Linked DNA regions of Sus scrofa: all the other regions are linked to region 1. A link is a contact called in public Hi-C and promoter capture Hi-C data. All regions are on one chromosome and are shown on one strand. The core of a region is the stretch at or near the end of the contact, and the rest is flanking DNA. Distances in the headings are between cores, read along the strand shown. Region 1 holds the start of MAP3K9 (mitogen-activated protein kinase kinase kinase 9). Region 2 holds the start of MED6 (mediator of RNA polymerase II transcription subunit 6). Region 3 holds the start of TTC9 (tetratricopeptide repeat protein 9A).

Region 1 (2,660 bases), core at 61-2,560:
TCTTTGAAAAAACAAAGAAAATTTCATTACAGGGTGTGGAGCAGGGGGCTCCTGGGAAATTGGTGAAAACCAGGACACTGGAAGACCTGGGAGGGACCCCTGCGCATGGGCCCCCTGAGATTTGGCAAAGACCAAATATAGGCAAGGATCTAGGGTGAGAATAAAGGAGAAAATACACTGTATAGGTGTCAAGGGACTGGGATTTAGCCATTGTGCCTGGGCTCCTGATCTCTCGTGGGGGGAATGGCATACTTTTCCCTCCCTAATCATTTCTGCCCCCCCCCCACACAAATACACACCCTTCTTAGCACATTCTTCACTGAGACTCCTAAAGGTACAACTTTTAAGATACAAGATTAGGATCCAAGAAAGCAACCCAAGAAAGATACTTCAGCCGTAAGTTCACACAGACTTCCGGGACCGGTGCGCCAGTCCAGCCCCGCGGGAAACACCCCCCCCCCCGCCCCGTCTCCTTCAAAGCAAATACCTATAAGGGGCGGGGAAGGCGCTAGAAAAGGTCGGGAAGGTCCCAGACTGGGGGACTAAGGTTATAATAGAAACCACCAGCCGGCCTAAAATCCTTCCAGATTTGCGGGGTGGGGAGTGCGAGGGAGATTCTCTTGCTAGGGCTTCAGGATGTACAATCAGGAGCTGCTGCTGAGGTGGTCAGGCGAAGGTGAAGAAGCCCAAGAGCCTGAGGTTCCAGGCGCGGCCTGCGGCAAGTCTGTCTAACCAATTGCACCGGCCAAAGCCCCTGCAGCCCGAGGACGCTTGCACACATCAGGTCAATCACTGACCACCTTAACCTAACCTTCAAGGAGGGCTCCTCTCCCTCCTCGACCACCCCAAGCTCCATCATCCCCCCCCCCCCACAGCCCCCGCCAGGCTCCCGCGCCCCGCCTTCTCCTTACACTGAATGGGCGAGTAGCAACTGGGGTCCTCGCCGCCAGGCTGGCAACGGCTGGAAAAAGCGCTGCGCGGGGTCACGTAGTTGCTGGGGAAGATGCCCACACGCTGGTTCAGCTGCCCGGTCCACCAGCCCTCATCGCCGGACACCTGCGAGTCCTTGGACAACACCTCCACCACGTCGCCCAGCCGCAGGGTCAGCTCGTCCTCGCCCGCCGCCTCGTACTCGAACACCGCCGTCCAGTAGGGCATCGGCGTGTCGGAGCCCAGATCCCCGGGGGCCGCTGCCGCCTCCTCCTCCTCTTCCTCTTCCTCCTCGGCCCCGGCCCCCGCTCCATCCTCCCCCGGCTGGGCGGCAGCGGCGGCGCTCGCCAGGGAGCCGAGAAGCGCTCTGGAGGGCTCCATGGAGCGGCCGATCCATAGGGTGCGGGGCTGCCGCCGCCCGCAGGAGCCGCCGCTGCCTATTGTTCATGCGGCTCCGCAGAGCTGGGGGAACCCCCCTCCCCCGACGGCGGCCGCAGGTAGGGCCGGGGCTGGCAGGGCGGGGAGAGCCGGCTCGCTGTGGCTGGCGCGGCGCCGCGACAAGTGAGCGGAGTGCGAGTGCTCAGCGCAGCATGGGGGCGCGGCGGGCCGGAGCCCCCGCCTTCGCGTTCGACCGCTGGGGCGGCCTCACCACCTCCACCACGGGTACCTGCTCAAGCAGCCGGTGCCCGCCGCCTCCAGCCGGCCGCCTCTCCCAGCTCCGCGCCGCGCGCCGCCCCCAGCTCCGCCCGCACGCCCAGGACCACCTGACGCGGACCTGGCTCCGCCCCAGCCCTGCGGACCCGAAGAGGCGGGGCTTCCCGGAGCCCAGGCCCGCCCCTGCGCCAACCCGCCTTCCCATTGGCCGCCGCCAACCCGTCCGCAGGTTCCTCCCGCCGCGGTTGAGGCTGTCCCGCCAGTCGCCCCGCTCGCCCCGCTCCACCCACTGCGCCTACGTCGCCCGCCCCCCGCCCCCGCCCCTGTGCGGGCTCTCTCATTCTCAAACCCCAGGTTGACCCATTTCTCGCTCCCATTGGCCCGCCTCAGCTCCAACCATTGGTCCAAGGTACCTGTCCGTTTCCGGAGAGAGTTCGACACCGCCCGTCAGGAAGAGACTGCGGCTTCATTGGGCGCCTGAGGAAGGATGGGTGGACCCTAAAAGGTAAGCTGAACCCTCATTCATCCCTAAGAGGCTGTAGGAGACCGCTCCCTTTGTCTGACGCGGAGGGCTAGCACCTGTGTTCTAAATCCTAAAGTGAGCTACTGAGAGTTAGCAGAGGGGAATTGAGCTAGGTTGCGCCCTGGGAGAGCTCTTTCTTCTCCAGCTCCCCTTTACAATTGGATTCTTCCTTCTCTTGGGTCTGTGCATCCTATCAGGTGGATTAACTTCCACCCCTGTCTATTAAGGCCTTCAGACCCACTGCTGTGTTCTTTAAAAGAACTCTTAAAACTCTATAGTTCTCGCCTTTATGAAACTGCATAAAACTCCCCCTTTCCAGGGTTCCTGTTAGAAGAAATTCCAATACCGTCAATTTTTTAGAATTCAGACCAAAGACCACTTTCCTGGGGCTCAAACAGTCTGGGTAAGCTGTCGGTGAAGTGGACTTTGTCTCTCTGAAGAGATTAAATTTTTCTGCAAATCTTGGATTTCTTTCATCTGGGGGAATTTCACCTTGGATCATGGTGACCTCTATGGAAATCAAATTAAAAACCAAAGCTGAATATACATACAA
Region 2 (2,660 bases), core at 85-2,584, 200 kb before region 1:
AGTGTAGGTTGCAGATGCAGCTCAGATCCCGCGTTGCTGTGGCTCTGGGGAAGGCCGAGGCTACAGCTGCGATTCGACCCCTGGCCTGGGAACCTTCATATGCCGTGTGTGCGGCCCTAGAAAATACAAAAAATAAATAAAAAATAAAACCACAACCCTATGTTGAAATGACCAGGAAAACATCAGTTAAAAATCTTTTAACCAAAGCCGTTTTTCTTTAATCTGCTGGGGGTAAGAGGAGTAAATTTAAGCCTGGCTTTTCGCTTGCGTCTAGGTACAAAAATTCATACTTCTTTTAAGTACTACAAAGTTTCAAATGGAAACAAATGTTAAAAGTCTCATACAAGTGCAGAAGTTTTGTGAGCGCCACCACCACAACAGTAAGATATACTGACAAGTGCACTCTCACTCTCATGAGTTTTTCCTGGGAATTTCCATGACACCTCCTCCCAACCTGCTGGAACCTGGTCTGTTTGAAACTAAGTTCTTGTGCTTCAATTATTTGTTTTGTAAGTTTTAGTGAATTATATAGTTGATTTACAATGTTGCGACATGCTACAGTTATTTTTAAATCGCCCGCGGGTTCATTCCGGAATCCCAGAGTTTCACTGAAAAGTTTGTATGTTCATGTGCTAAGAGAACGTACGGTTTAATGCGGCGCGACCTGAGAGAGCAATTACAGGAATGCGTCTCCATATACTTATTCATTGAATATTCAACAAATATTTCAGTACCTCTACAGTTCAGCTGTGAAAAAGAAACGACCTCTGCCCGCAGTAATTGTTGGGTTTTCGATGGAAGGGACTATACACTCAAAAACAAAAGTTAGAGAGGAAAATCGTCGGTATTCACTCACAGAGATGACGGACGTGCGGGACGCGACATCAGGAATAAGGTATCCCCAAGACAAGCCCCAAGGAGGAATCAAACCTTGTCGGCTCACTGCCCCAACCCCTTCTCTGTGCAAAGGCCGCTCCTTCACCCTCACAGAGGGGCCCTAAAGTTTTTGCAAAGATTTATCAGGATTCAAAACCCAGAGCTTCTCCCAACCGCTTCGTTTCAAGAGACCCCTGAAGAACTGCGAAAAACGAGGCAAGTTTTCTCCAGACCAGAGCTTTGGGTCGTTCACACAAAACACTCAGAAGAGCACCCAAACGAACCAGAACCTTGCCCCCGCACGCTGTAAATCCCTAAACCAGACCCCAAACAGGAAATAAAGGGTGACAGCACAGGGTACCTCGGATATCCACCGCCGCCATAATTCTAAAAGCGTTTTCGGGTTCTTCTTCCGGCGCAGAGGAAACGTAGCAACTCCGAGACGGAAGAGGCGGGACGCAGAGCGGAGGAAAGTTGAACCGAAAAGGGGGCGGAGACTGCGAGGCTAGGAAGAGAGAGCGGGCAAAGGGGAGAGACTGGAGAAGAGGTGGAAGCCTTTGCTTCGGAAGCAAAATATTAACATGCTGAAAAGAAAAGGAATACCCTTGGGTCCCTGAGTAAAGACCTAGTGTCTGCGTCCCTGGTAATCTGGGCTAGATAGCAAGTACCAGAGGGAATAATTCTGTGGAATGGAGAAGCCAATGGAAGCCTTAGAAAGATTCTCAAGCTCCAGTGTATTCCCGTAAAGGCAAACTGAGGAGGATAACCACCAGTAAGACGCAGATGCCAAGGGGAGAAACCCCAAATCTGAAGAAGCCCTGTGTACAGGAATGATACCGTCTCCAAAACTTAGGTACTGAGAAGGTTCCCCCCAAATTTAACTACAACACAGGGGTAAGGGGGAGGGGGCAAAGAACAGGGAATTTTCCACCTCATAGACTGGAAATTCAAAATTTTTAAATCTAAACGGCATAAAAATATTGCTTTGTGGAGTTCCTGGGGCGTCGCAGCAGAAACCAATCCGACTAGGAACCATGAGATTGCGGATTCAATCCCTGGCCTCGCTCAGTGGATTAATGATCTGGCGTTTCCCCTGAACTGTGGTGTAGGTCTCAGACAAAGGCTTGGATTTGGCGGTCCTGCAGCTGTAGCTCAGATTAGACCCTTAGTCTGGGAACCTCCATATGCCGCATGTGCGGTTATATTTGTTACACTTCCATATTTGAACTGGGGTTTTATTTATTTATTTATTTATTCAGTCTTTAGGGCTGCATATGCGTCATATGGAGGTTACCAGGAAGGTGGGGGTCTAATTGGAGTTGCAGCCGCGGTCTACACCACAGCCACAGCAACATGGGATCCCAGCCTCTTCTTCGATCTACATCACAGTTCACAGCAATCCTTAATCCAGATCCTTAACCCACCAAGGGGAGGCCAGGGATCGAACCTGTGTCCTCATGGATTTGGAGATTTGTTTATTTTATCAGATTTGTTTCTGATAAACCATGATGGGAACTCCCTGAGCTGGGATTTTATATTTGAGATGGTATATATACAGTGTGCCCCAATAAAAGTATGCACATGCACAGAGCAGAGTTTTCAAAAAGACGGGTTTTTTTTTTTTTTTTTCAGGAGGCAATTTTCTTGAGGGCCTGATTTTGGGGGGGGGGGGGTTGCTAGTGGAGAAGGCATCCCAAAATGGGAGAACATTATATCCAATAAACTGATGTGTGAAACATCAAACGTTTTGTTTTGTTTTCTTGTGTTCTTATTAGGTGAGAAGA
Region 3 (2,660 bases), core at 57-2,556, 160 kb before region 1:
TGCTTTACAATACATATATATATATATATATATATATATTTATCTCAGCCTCATAAAGGTGGGGGCACTTGGAATTTGGCGCAGTGGTTAACGAATCCGACTAGGAACCATGAGGTTGTGGGTTCAATCCCTGGCCTCGCTCAGTGGGTTAAGGAGCTGGCGTTTCCGTGAGCTGTGGTGTAGGTCACAGTCAAGGCTCAGATCTGGCGTTGCTGTGGTTGTGGCTGTGGCTGTGGCCTGTGGCTACAGCTCTGATTCAACCCCTAGTCTGGGAACCTCCATATGCTGCAGGTGTGTCCCTAGGAAAGACAAAAAAAAAAAAAAAAGAAAAAAGAAAGAAAGAAAAAAGGTGGGGGCACTAAAAAACAGGCCAGCCTTCTCCATTGTTTACAAAATCAAATGCAAGCCCTTCATCCAAATGCCTCCATAATGTAACCCAATCATTTCCAGTTACTTCTCTTTAGGCCACAAAAATCAAACCATTATGCCCCAAACACATCCAAGATTCTGAACATCATGACCTCAGCTGTTTCCTCACTCTGGTTGAGATGTCATTTCCATCTATTTCCTCATGTCCAGATCTTACCCATCTTTCAAGGCCCTCAAATGCCATTTCCTGCTCAAAGCCTCCTTTCCTCCAGACTGCACTGCACTTTCCATTCCTCCCCGATAACATTTGCCAATCTCTACCTGGCAGGGTGACTCTACCGATGAGTGGTGTATATCCCCAGTAGACTGGGAGTTAGTTAAGTGAGAGCAAGGCAGTCCCTTCCTTGCCTGTCTTTGTCCCCTCCTTGACCTCAGGAAATCCCCAGCAGACAGCCAGCCGCTCAGGGCTCACCGAAAGAATGAATGAAGTAAGGGATGGAACCTCCCAAGGCGGGGAAGAACTGGCCTGTAAACAGAAACTAGAAACTAGAACGCACGCCCGCCCTGATGACCAACAGTAACAGGTGTTTTCCATCTCTGATGTCTGTGATTCATTCTGCACAACTGCCCGCACGTCCAGGCGCCAGCATACAGCGGCTCCTAGAATACAACGCCCCACTCTGAAGTGCACATTGTGTTCTGGGTGCCGGTGCAGCCCCCCACGGAGACCCACCTCAGCCACCACCTGCATCCACACACACAAAAAGAGGCCCTGCCACCTTAAAAATATCAACGCCTTACTGCAAAGAACCAGAAGCTGTGGCTTTTGCCCACACCCCTGGCTTCCCTCTTGCACCTTTCTTTTTAGTTTATAAGAAATCTATTGAGGGTGAGTCTGCAAGCCTTCGACGCGGGCGTCCCCATTCCCTACACACACACACACACCCTTCCCTACACACGCATACATACACACACACACACACCCTTCCCCCATGCGTGTCTTTCAGACTAGCCGCTTCTCCCAAGGCCGGGTTGAATGGGAAAGAACGGGCCGGTCTTTGTCATTAATCCTCCCCTCCTTCAAAGGAGCCAAGCTTCTTCCGGGTCAGCAACAATCACCGCCAACCCCATCGGGCCCCCGGTCCCCCATACCGCTAGCCCTGAAGCGCGCGAGGGCCAGGTCGCCACCTCCGCAGGTTGCGGGAGGGGAGGAGGGCGAGGAGGAGGGCGGGCGGGCGGCGCGGGAGTGGGGGAGGGAGGGAAGAAAGGAGGGAAGGAGGGGAAGGCAATCCGAGGAGGAGGAGGAGAGAGCAGCCTCCCGCAGACAGCGAAGAGAATGGGAGTGCGGGGCGACAGACCGCCGCGGGGTGTCACGGCAGTGGCCGAGCTTGCCAGGCGCAAGGCCGGTGCCCGCCGCTTTTAAACCCGGGAGGGCGCGGCGGCGGCAGCGGCGGCGACGGGCGGATCGCGGCGCGCGCGGGGAGCCGGGAGGCGGCCGAATGGAGAGGAAGGGCTCGGCGGCCGGGGCCAAAGGAAACCCTAGCCCGCCCGCGGCCGGTGAGGCGCAGCGGCCACAGCCGCCTCTGTGCGTCCCGGGCGGCAGCGGAGGGACCCCGGCGCGGGGCCAGGCTGGGGCGGCGGCTGAGCCCGCCGAGTTCATCAGGCGCGCGCACGAGTTCAAGAGCCAAGGGGCGCAGTGCTACAAGGACAAGAAATTCCGCGAAGCCATCGGCAAATACCACAGGGCGTTGCTGGAGCTGAAGGGGCTGCTGCCGGCTGCCGGGGAACGGGAGCGGGACTCGCGCTCGGCCTCCCCGGCCGGGGCCCCCAACCCCGGTCGCCTCTCAGAGGAGCAGAGCAAGACGGTGGAAGCCATCGAGATCGACTGCTACAACAGCCTGGCAGGTGAGCTGCGTCGCGTCGCGCCCCCGACCCCTCCTCCCCCTGCCTTCTAGGTCTCCCGCTCAGCACCCATCCCCATTCCCCCCCCCGCCCCCCGCCCGGCCCCAGGGGTCACGGCCCGTAGCCTCGGCGCGCCCGCGACGCACACTCTCCAGCTGGGACCGTGCTGCTCTGCCCTGGGAAGGAGAACCTGGGAGGGGGCGCTTTAGAAGAAGTGTGACTTTTAGGATTAGACCTTCCAGAACTCGTTGTCATCCCGCATTCTTCCCTCGCATCCTCGTAAATCTCACCTATAAATAGCTGGACAGACAGATGGGGATTCAGCCGGCCTGGCGGCGACTGCCGCTACTACTGCTCAGCAGTGGACCTGGGTCCAAATGCGGGAAGCA

Evidence for each region. Promoter capture Hi-C pulls out the DNA fragments that hold promoters and counts their contacts. Hi-C and Micro-C count contacts between places; a contact is called where the count stands out from the background.
Region 2: a promoter capture Hi-C map of liver shows a contact between it and region 1, with 4 times the contacts expected there. The contact joins the promoter of MED6 here to the promoter of MAP3K9 in region 1. A contact is called at or near these places in 2 of 5 promoter capture datasets (fetal skeletal muscle and liver) and 1 of 47 Hi-C or Micro-C datasets (blood).
Region 3: a contact with region 1 is called in a Hi-C map of skeletal muscle, with 4 times the contacts expected there. The contact joins the promoter of TTC9 here to the promoter of MAP3K9 in region 1. A contact is called at or near these places in 2 of 5 promoter capture datasets (fetal skeletal muscle and liver), 32 of 47 Hi-C or Micro-C datasets (adipocytes, adipose tissue, alveolar macrophages and 18 more) and 2 of 2 datasets of contacts at active chromatin or transcription factors (alveolar macrophages and skeletal muscle).

The regions. Positions count from the first base shown.
Region 1 is chr7:94,378,750-94,381,409 of Sscrofa11.1, forward strand. It overlaps MAP3K9 (mitogen-activated protein kinase kinase kinase 9), which reads right to left and starts at 1,311. Exons shown (of 12, transcript XM_021099417.1): 1 at 912-1,311. The coding sequence starts at 1,311.
Region 2 is chr7:94,183,272-94,185,931 of Sscrofa11.1, forward strand. It overlaps MED6 (mediator of RNA polymerase II transcription subunit 6), which reads right to left and starts at 1,335. Exons shown (of 8, transcript XM_001928042.4): 1 at 1,238-1,335. The coding sequence starts at 1,259.
Region 3 is chr7:94,217,130-94,219,789 of Sscrofa11.1, forward strand. TTC9 (tetratricopeptide repeat protein 9A) reads left to right here and starts at 1,307. Exons shown (of 3, transcript XM_005656367.3): 1 at 1,307-2,274. The coding sequence starts at 1,362.